Regions from separate parts of the Bos taurus genome. Here region 2 is linked to region 1. A link is a contact called in public Hi-C data. All regions are on one chromosome and are shown on one strand. Each heading gives the region's core, a stretch centred on a gene start, on an enhancer-like site or on the middle of the called end of the contact. The rest is flanking DNA. Distances are from core to core; before and after follow the strand shown. Region 1 has its middle 40 kb from the start of HSD17B13. Region 2 overlaps LOC132345541 (a long non-coding RNA gene).

What was found. Hi-C and Micro-C count contacts between places; a contact is called where the count stands out from the background.
Region 2: a Hi-C map of liver shows a contact between it and region 1, with 2.2 times the contacts expected there. The contact joins two enhancer-like sites. A contact is called at or near these places in 2 of 11 Hi-C or Micro-C datasets (liver and skeletal muscle).

Annotation. Positions count from the first base shown.
Region 1 is chr6:102,170,283-102,175,108 of ARS-UCD2.0, reverse strand. No RefSeq gene overlaps it. Among named protein-coding and RNA genes, the nearest start is that of HSD17B13, 40 kb to the left of the region's middle. Within about 2 kb of position 1,853, at least 6 of the 102 cell types and tissues checked have an H3K27ac peak or open chromatin away from gene starts, as enhancers often do. A contact at or near this core is called in liver, where this site is marked.
Region 2 is chr6:102,361,317-102,366,454 of ARS-UCD2.0, reverse strand. It overlaps LOC132345541 (a long non-coding RNA gene), which reads left to right. Exons shown (of 2, transcript XR_009494942.1): 1 at 1-5,138. Among named protein-coding and RNA genes, the nearest start is that of NUDT9, 43 kb to the right of the region's middle. Within about 2 kb of position 3,359, at least 4 of the 102 cell types and tissues checked have an H3K27ac peak or open chromatin away from gene starts, as enhancers often do. A contact at or near this core is called in liver, where this site is marked.

The DNA of each region.
Region 1 (4,826 bases), core at 604-3,103:
TGCTAGCTAGGAAGCCCTTTGTCATCCTTATTCTAAGATCAATGACCTGATGTACAGAGAAATTACTAAATGAGGTTAGAATGTACATGCTGGGGACCAGCCTCAGCAGAGCCCAGGGATAATCTCAAGATGAATGGTGTCGGCGAATGAATGACACGGGGAGGCCAAGCTTCGGTGAGCGAGGCCCGTAACTTTATTTTCAAAAGGAGCCTTTATACCCTGACTTGTACACAGAGGGAAATGAAAGGTGCAAGGTCATGCAGAGTCAGCCCAAACACTCCAGCAGTTTTGCCCTTGTCGAAACCAGGATTTTTTTCTGTATACCTTTCCATAAACAAGGGTCTTATGCTATGTACATTATCTTCTGGCCTGGAGGCCTGTTGACATTTTATGACCCTTTTTTGATAAAGGTTGGTCAACCAGAAAACTTGTTCTCCCTTGAAGTGTTTTTTCTTTATATTTCTAATCTGTGTCAGCCTCAGAAAGTACTAAACAGAGTTACATTCTCATGGAGCAAAGGTGCAGTGGGTCACAACAAAGAAAGAACTTACTAGCTCAAAGGTCTGATGTGGTTAATACCAAGGCTACTACTTGTTTTTCTTGCATTCCAACTGCATTAAGTAATGCACTCCCAAGTGCACATTGGATAAGGGATATGGGAACTTGGCAGCAAGCATTGGCCCAATCACGAAGCCCTTTACCAGTACTAGTCTAATAATTTTTAACCCCTTAAAGGGCTCTATGCCCATTAGGACTTTTAGAATGCTTAGGCTTCCCGTGCCTTTCATGGTTGGGAAGTTGTGAACAATCATGTGCGTTAGTTTTAAGAGTAAGGAAAAACCTGTCAAGCAAGCTAGAATGCCAACAGAGGGGTTAGAATAGAAATATTCCTCTCATGCCCAGGGGACTTATCAACTTAGAGCCCTAAGTTGATTTTCTCCAGAGAAAGGTGGTCGGGGATAGCCCCCTCCTAATATCAGAAGAGTGGTTGAAAGGCATAATATAGTAGACAGTAGACAGACAGATTTTGGTTTCAGGGTAGATGCTCAAGCAGGTCCAGGGAATCCCTTGAGTCCTGATCCACCTTTGCCTGTCAGGTCTTCTCCGCACGACCTTTGTCATGGGTGGGATCTCCCGTGGTGGCTTCCGGCATGTACAGCTACTGCGTGACCCACCAAGGACTGGAGCCATTGTCCAATAGAACTCATATTTATTTATTTATTTATTTGGCTGTACTGGGACTTAGTTGGGATGTGTGGGATCTAGTTCCCTAACCAGGGATCAAACCTGTGGCCCCCTGCAGTGGAATCTGGGAGTCTTAACCACTAGACCACCAGGAAGTCCCTAGAATACATCCATTTGTTTTTAACTACTATACCATACTGCCTCCTGGGAAGCTGTGGTGTATTGAGATTAATACAATATATATGATATATTTTGCTAAGAAAGTGGTTCACCTGCTTTTAATACTAGCTTACACAAAAGACCTGGTTTATTTCTCTCTCATTTAAAAACTCTAAGCTAGGAACTTCCCTGGTGATCCAGTAGCTGAAACTCCAAGCTCCCAATGCAGCGGTTCTGGGTTCAATCACTGGTCAGGGAACTAGATCCCACATACCACAATTAAGACTTGGTGCCACCAAATAAATAAAAATATTTTTTAAAGTACTAATTTTAAAAAGCCTAAACTATTGGGAGGCCCAGAAGAAGAAGCCAGCCTTGCTCTACAGTGTCATTTAGGGACCCGGAACTCTTTCTACAAATACTTCTCCATCTGCTCCTATGGTGTGTCTGTCCCCTGTCTTCCAGGACATCGTGGTTCCAGCACAAGGGAAGTGGGAAAGAGGAAGTGAAGGGAAAGCAGTTTTCTTCTGAGTATGACTTGGAAGTCACACACACCATTGCCATTCCTATGAAGAGAAGTGAAAGTAGTTCAGTCATGTCCAGCATTTTGCGATCCCATGGACTATAGCCCTCCAGGCTCCTCTGTCCGTGGAATTCTCCAGGCGAGAATACTGGAGTGGGTTGCCATTCCCTTCTCCAGGGGACCTTCCTGACCCAGGTATCGAGCCCTGGTCTCCCACATTGCAGGCAGATTCTTTACCATCTGAAGGCACCAGGAAAGTCCCCAGCTCAGCCATAACTTCATCATACAGTCTCAACAAGCTGTCTAAGGAACTGAGAATGTAGGGTTCAACAAGCCAGCCATGAGCTCATTGGAAACTCAGAGAAGACTTGATTCTTTGCAATCTCTACCTTGCTTGGTCATCACATAAACATCACATTCTTAATCATCAGACCATATGTAATACCTAGGTTGCAGAAATGGAAAGTTATTTTATTTATTTTTAAATTTTATTTATTTATTTATTTTACTTTACAATATTGTATTGGTTTTGCCATACATTGACTTGAATCCACCATGGGTGTAGATGTGTTCCCCATCCTGAACCTCCTTCCCACCTCCCTCCCCATACCATCCCTCTGGGTCATCCCAGTGCACCAGCCCTGAGCACCCTGTATCATGCATCGAACCTGGACTGGTGATTGGTTTCACATATGATAATTTACATGTTTCAATGCCATTCTCCCATATTATCCCACCCTCGCCCTCTCCCACAGAGTCCGAAAGACTGTTCTATACATCTGTGTCTGTTTTGCTGTCTAGCATACAGGGTTATCGTTACCATCTTTCTAAATTCCATATATATGCGTTAGTATATTGTATTGGTGTTTTTCTATCTGGCTTACTTCACTCTGTATAATAGGCTCCAGTTTCATCCACCTCATTAGAACTGATTCAAATGTATTCTTTTTAATGGCTGAGTAATACTCCATTGTGTATATGTACCACAGCTTTCTTATCCATTCGTCTGCTGATGGACATCTAGGTTTCTTCCATGTCCTGGCTATTATAAACAGTGCTGCGATGAACACTGGGGTACATGTGTCTCTTTCCCTTCTGGTTTCCTCAGTGTGAATGCCCAGCAGTGGGATTGCTGGGTCATATCGCAGTTCTATTTCCAGTTTCTTAAGGAATCTCCACACTGTTCTCCATAGTGGCTGAACTAGTTTGCATTCCCACCAACAGTGTAAGAGGGTTCCCTTTTCTCCACATCCTCTCCAGCATTTATTGTTTGTAGACTTCTGGATCACAGCCATTCTGACTGGCATGAAATGATACCTCATTGTGGTTTTGATTTGCATTTCTCTGATAATGAGTGATGTTGAGCATCTTTTCATGTGTTTGTTAGCCATCTGTATGTCTTCTTTGGAGAAATGTCTGTTTAGTTCTTTGGCCCACTTTTTGATTGGGTCTTTTATTTTTCTGGAGTTGAGCTGCAGGAGTTGCTTGTATATTTTTGAGATTAATTCTTTGTCCGTTGCTTTGTTTGCTATTATTTTCTCCCATTCTTAAGGCTGTCTTTTCACCTTGCTTATAGTTTCCTTTGTTGTGCAGAAGCTTTTAATTTTAATTAGGTCCCATTTGTTTATTTTTGCTTTTATATCCAATATTCTAGGAGGTGGGTCATAGAGGATCCTGCTGTGGTTTATGTTGGAGAGTGTTTTGCCTATGTTTTCCTCTAGGAATTTAATAGTTTCTGGTCTTACTTTAGATCTTTAATCCATTTTGAGTTTATTTTTGTGTATGGTGTTAGAAAGTGTTCTAGATTCATTCTTTTACAAGTGGTTGATCAGTTTTCCCAGCACCATTTGTTAAATAGATTGTCTTTTCTTCATTGTATATTCTTGCCTCCTTTGTCAAAAATCAGGTGTCTATAGGTGCATGGATTTATCTCTGGGCTTTCTATTTTGTTCCATTTATCCATATTTCTGTCTTTGTGCCAGTACCATACTGTCTTGATGACTATGGAAAGTTATTTTTTAAAATGTGTATAGAAAGCAACTCAGAAAAATTCTAGGTGGTAGAGAATAAGATGAAAAATAGTTTGTATAAATAGGTAAGCACAGTTTGGTAGTAGTGGGATGAACCCAATTTTAGATTCTGTAAGACTTGGGGTCTAATTTGCCTCTGACATTTACTGGTGTGTGAAGGTGGGCAATTTACTTAAATTCTCTCAACTTTGGATTCCTCATCTGTAAAATGAAAGTGACAACCAACACTTACTTTCAGAATTATTTTGGCAATTAATTAGACAAAGTATATAATGTCTATAAAACATGTCAAGTTTGACATTTCCAACACCAGACTCTCAATATTCTTTCCCAAACCTGCTTTTCTGATAGTCCTGCCTGTCAGAGTAGATAGGCAACTTCATCCTTCTATCTTCCCAGGCTAAAATCCCTGGAGTTATCATTATCATTTTCCATCTTCATATATAAACCATCAATAAATCCTGTCCACTTGCCACACAAACCACATCCACTATTCAACCACATCTCACCACTTGCCCTGCCACAACCCTGCTTCCAGTCATCATTTTGCTTTGCCTGGATCATTCCAACAGCCTCTTAAGTGTTCTTCTTGCTTCTTCCTGAGCCTCCTACACTATCTTCTAGCAGGCAAAATCATCTTTTTAAACATAAGACTGATTATGTTCAGAGCCTTCCTCTGTTGTCTCAGAGTAAATCCTTCACAATCTGGCCACCTGTTGACTCTCTGACCCCATCTCTTATTATTCTCATGATTTTAAATTCAACTGGAGTCTGAAGATCATAGATTAATACCTATAAAGCAGCTGGTAAAGTGTGGCTGGGATTCATCTATTAATGCTCTTCTCTAGCCAGAGCAATAGGGAAAAGAAATATTCAACATTTCACTGTGTTGAAGACCAATATTTTAAAAAAGCATTGAAAGAAAAGTG
Region 2 (5,138 bases), core at 2,110-4,609, 190 kb before region 1:
TCTTAATTAGGCAGTTTAAATTGTTTCATTTACAGTATCCTCACCCCAACTTGTCTCATGTTGACTATAGACGTGCTTCCTCATCTACACAAATGAGATCTATGAGTTTAAGCTGTGTTTATTATGATCTGAATATGTGGGGCACCTAGGAAGCAGGAGGATTTCCCAGGTGGCACTAGTGGTAAAGAACCTGCCTGCCAATGCAGGAGACACAAGAGACGTGGGCTCGAGCCCTGGGTTGGGAAGATCACCTGGAATAGGAAATGGCAACCCACTCCAGTATTTTTGCCTGGAGAAGCTCAGGCACAGAGAAGCCCAGTGGGTCACAGTCTATGGGGCCCACAAAGAGTCAGACAGGACTGAGCTGACTGAGCATAGCTATTAATAGTAGGCAGGAACACCTGCTCCCTGCACATTTTCTAACAAAGGAGCTCTCAGAGAAGTGAGGCAGCTTTCAAATTTTTATTTGGGGATACCAAATTTAAGTTTACATTTCCATACTCTCTCTACTTTGAACTTCTAAGTGCTGAGAATTAAATTGAGAACACTGTTGATTTGCAGATAAAGAGATATGCAATATGTACCTATGTGTGAAATATGTATGAAATGTACAGAAGAATATTCTTTGGAAATAAGTTCAAAGGTAAAAAGTACAATGTCTAAATTACTGGACAAAATTCATTCAATCTTTCTCTATTAGACTCAACTGCTTTTTTTTCTTTTGACTTTTTATTTTATATTGGAGTATAGATAATTAACAATGTTATGATAGTTTCAGGTAGACAGCAAAGCGATTTAGTTATATATATATATACATATATCCATTCTACCCAAACTCCCCTCCCATCCAGGCGGCCACATGACACTGAGCACAGTCCCCTGACCCGTGGTGGTTATCCATTTTAAATATAACAGTTTATACATTAGACTCAACTGCTTTTTATTCCAGAGAGAAAGGTACATCGCTGATGAGTATAATGCTTGATAGTGGCTTGAAGCCCGTTCTCATTTAGAATCAAATCTCTTTGTAATGAATAACGCATTGCCTCATGTTGTTTTACCTTGTTGCTGTTTTTTTTACAAGCTTGAACAATCTGGAGAAAGTTCCAGTGCTCAGGTAACCTTCTGGTTGTATTTTCAAATGATGCGTTCATCATTTTAAGTTTTTAAATGTTTGAAATGACTGACATCATGTCTCTTGTTACAGAGATTTAACACTTACCCACCCCAAGGAGCAACATTTTCCCCTCAGATCCCACTTGCCCCACCTGTACAACTGCCCCTGGTAAGCATGGGTTTGGGGAAATCTCAAGTTACGAAAAGTCGTTATTAGTCGGATGACAGTTATAACACTTTGCAGATTTGGACACAGACATAAAAGGCATTAAGAAACCATCAGGCAGCAGCTATTCAGACTTCCCTCCCTGCACAGCTTGCAGAGTGCGACCAGGGGAGCAAGTACCCCTCCAGGGCTTCAGTGACTTCTTCCAATTTCTCCCTACACTTGTGATCAAAGAGGTGGTTATACTGAATTACCTCGACTATGATGAGCTTAGTTACGCTTCAGTCGTGTCCAACTCTGTGCGACCCCATAGACAGCAGACCACCAGGCTCCCTCGTCCCTGGAATTCTCCAGGCAAGAACACTGGAGTGGGTTGCCATTTCCTTCTCCAATGCATGAAAGTGAAAAGTGAAAGTGAAGTCGCTCAGTCATGTCCAACCCTTAGGGACCCCATGGACTGCAGCCTACCAGGCTCCTCCGTCCATGGGATTTTCCAGGCAAGAGTACTGGAGTGGGGTGCCATTGCCTTCTCCATACTTTCAGGAAGGGAATGCTAACCTTTGTCTATATTACCTGTTCTTTTTCTCCTTTTAAATCACCTTGTTGCCTTCTCTAAGAAGTTTTTCCCCCCACCCCTAACGTTTTCTCACAGGTCAAACAATACAATTATTTTGCTCTTCTTGTACCCTCTTCAGTCTCTAATATCTGAATTCTTACAACATCTTGTTTAATAAAGGCCAGAACAACACTAACTACATAACAGAAACACCTTTATTGGGACAGACAGGATTCATTTGGCTAATATTTACTGTCTGCCAGATAAAGTGGTCTATAGTGATCGCTAGAAAAACAAAAAATATGAGTAAGCTTGCAATCTGATAAAGAAAAGAGATTCATAAATGAAAAAAAAAAAAAAATGCACTGGGCTGGCCAAAAAATTTTGCTCAGGTTTTTCTGTAACATCTTAATGGAAAAACTCCAATGAAGTTTTTGGCCAACCCAATAATTTGCTAAGTGCTTCTAGACGGAAATCCAAATCCAACTGACTTAGGCTGTGCGTCAGAGTTCATTCACAGAGGAGAGACAGCCAAGCCAGGTTATGAGGAGTGAGGCACTCCAGGTACAGGAACAGTCAGTGCTGAGGACGTGGCAGCTCAGGGAACAACCAGCGCAATGAAGCTACAACACAGGCTGGGACACATAACATAAACAATAGCTAGGCAATGTTGTTTGGAAAAGTTTATACACATTTTAAAATAGCATCTTGTTTAACTGCTTGTCTATTGTCTAAATACTTTTAAAGTAGAAACACAACTTTGCATAATTTTTTTCATATTTAAATGTAACAAAATAACTTCCCTTTGCTTATATTTAATTTCAAACTGTTTCTCTGCTTTAAGTAGGCTTTTGTAAGCTGTTACTAAAGTGACTGTCCTCAGTGGAACATTCTTTCCCTTTAATGTTTTCCCATGACATAACGGACTCTGAGGCTTCCCAAGTGGCACTCATGGTAAAGAACCTGCCTGCCAATGCAGGAGACCTAAGAGACACAGGTTCAATCCCTGGGTCAGGAAGATCCCCTGGAGGATGGCAACCCACTGCCATATTCTTGGCTGGAGAATTCCATGGACAAAGGAGCCTGGCAGGCTACAGTCCATAGGGTCGTAAAGTGTCAGACACAACTGAAGCATAAGGACTTAGCCTGCATGCAATGGACTCTTAAGACACTAAATTTCTAAGTTTTTGCGTTTATAACTAACTGCTATTTGTTTCCAGTCAGGTACACTGGTTCTTTTCTCTTTTTTTTGGCTGAAATCCAGTAAGATTTGTTTTAAATTGATGCAAAACCTTGGAGTCTTGGTTTATAATTTGAATTTATTAATTGCTACTAAAATCATATGCCTAAAATTATGTAAATCTATGTGTAATTCTTGCCCAGAGAATTCCATGCATAGAGGGAGCCTGGTGGGCTACAGTATATAGGATCGTAAAGAGCTGGACACCACAAAAGAGACTTAGCACACACATGTGGCGATAAAAAGAATTACTAGTATTTGAAACAGATGCTCTTCCTTCCACCAGATGGCAGAACAGTATTAAAAATCAGGCAAAGATGGCCTACCAAAACTATCAACGCATAAGGCAGGTTTCTGGGCTTTAGGTTTGACTACTTAAGCAAAATAAACATACTTTTTACAAGAAAAATATGACTTGAAGTTCAATCTAGAGTCTAATTTCCACCAACTAGAAGGTGGGCTCTATGAGAGCATATAATTGCTCAATAAATACTTGGGTGGGTGGATGGACTGACGAGTAATCAATGAACACATGAGGAAAAAAAGCTAAAACAAAATGTTCCACTTTGTTTTATTCACAACTCACTTCCCCTCCCCCGCCCCCCCCTTTTTTTTTTTTTTTTGTAGATTCCAATTCCTCTTCCTCTCCCATTTCCTAATAATCCAAATCAGGTAATTATACTTAAAGTTTTCCTTCAAGAAAGTATTTAAATGGGTACAAAAACCTTGAAAACTCTTGAGATTCATTTGGAAAGGAAGTTGATACCAAAAATAATGGTTCTCATTATCCTTTGGGGACCATTAGTGGGAACCATTAGTGAAGCCTTTGAACTAGATTTAAGGTTATGGTTATGGTATAAAAGGATTATGTAAATTTTACTTTTGACAAGACTTTACTGGATGAGGAAAAATTACACAGAATGACAAAGTCACAAACCAAAAAACAGTGTATAACACAGCATATTAATTCCAAATTTTTAACAATACTTCTATTATAATTATAGGAAATTATATTATTAAAGTTGTGAAGTTATTGGGAATTTCCTGGTCTCCGGTGGTTAGGACTTGGCACTTTCACTGATGGGCCAAGGTTCCATTCCTGGTCAAGGAGCTAAGATTCTGCAAGCTGTGAGTCTTGCCCAAAAAAAACAAAAAAAAAAGATTCCCAAATATAGTCTTTTTTCCAACATCGTAAGCGTAAGTTTCATCATCTTTCCAAGAAATCCCAGCTACATTTGCAGTCAACAACAACAACAGAATAAAAAATTTGGACTATATGTTTCCAGAGATAGCAGGTGTGAAGGCTGGGTGGGTACCATGGTGTGGGAGGGGGAGTGGAAGCCTTAAAATATCAGTGAATCTCAATCTTACTAATGTCCTTTTATATAAGCTAAGAATTCCAAAAAGCTGTTTTCATTAATCAAGTTATTATAAAATATATAACATACAAAAGATAAAATGCTGAATTATAACTTCTTGATTATTTGATTGTGTCCTCTTTATTCTAGGTCCTGACACTTAATGATCTCATAGCGGTAAATACTGCCCTGTTAATCTATAAAGTTTATAAAGACACTACATTCAACACCTACAACAACACATTACACTTAAGATGAGCCAGTTCATCATACAAATTACTGTCTTTATTAATCCAGTTCATTTGGAAATGAAATAAAGCACAGTTGTTAAGTTCAAAGCCAGAAAACTATCTCAATGCATGCAAGCAGCTCTACATTCACTTATTCATCTTCTCCAAACTATAAACTGACAAAACAACCTGTTCTATCATCGATGAGGATGAAGGTGAAGAGTCAAAAGATTTAAGAGTTATAGAAGAAACTACTTTAGGAGAGATGAAATAGACTTGACTATTTCTTCACTAATGAAGCATTTGCATAAATGCATATTATAATCAAACTTAAATCCCAATAGATAATTTTTTACTGAACTGCACAAAGTTCAACTTTTTAATGAGGCCCTATATTGATATAGTTTTTTTGAGTTTCAGTTTATGAAAACACAGGTAAAACACTTGGGAGTTAAAAAAGAGAAAACTAAAA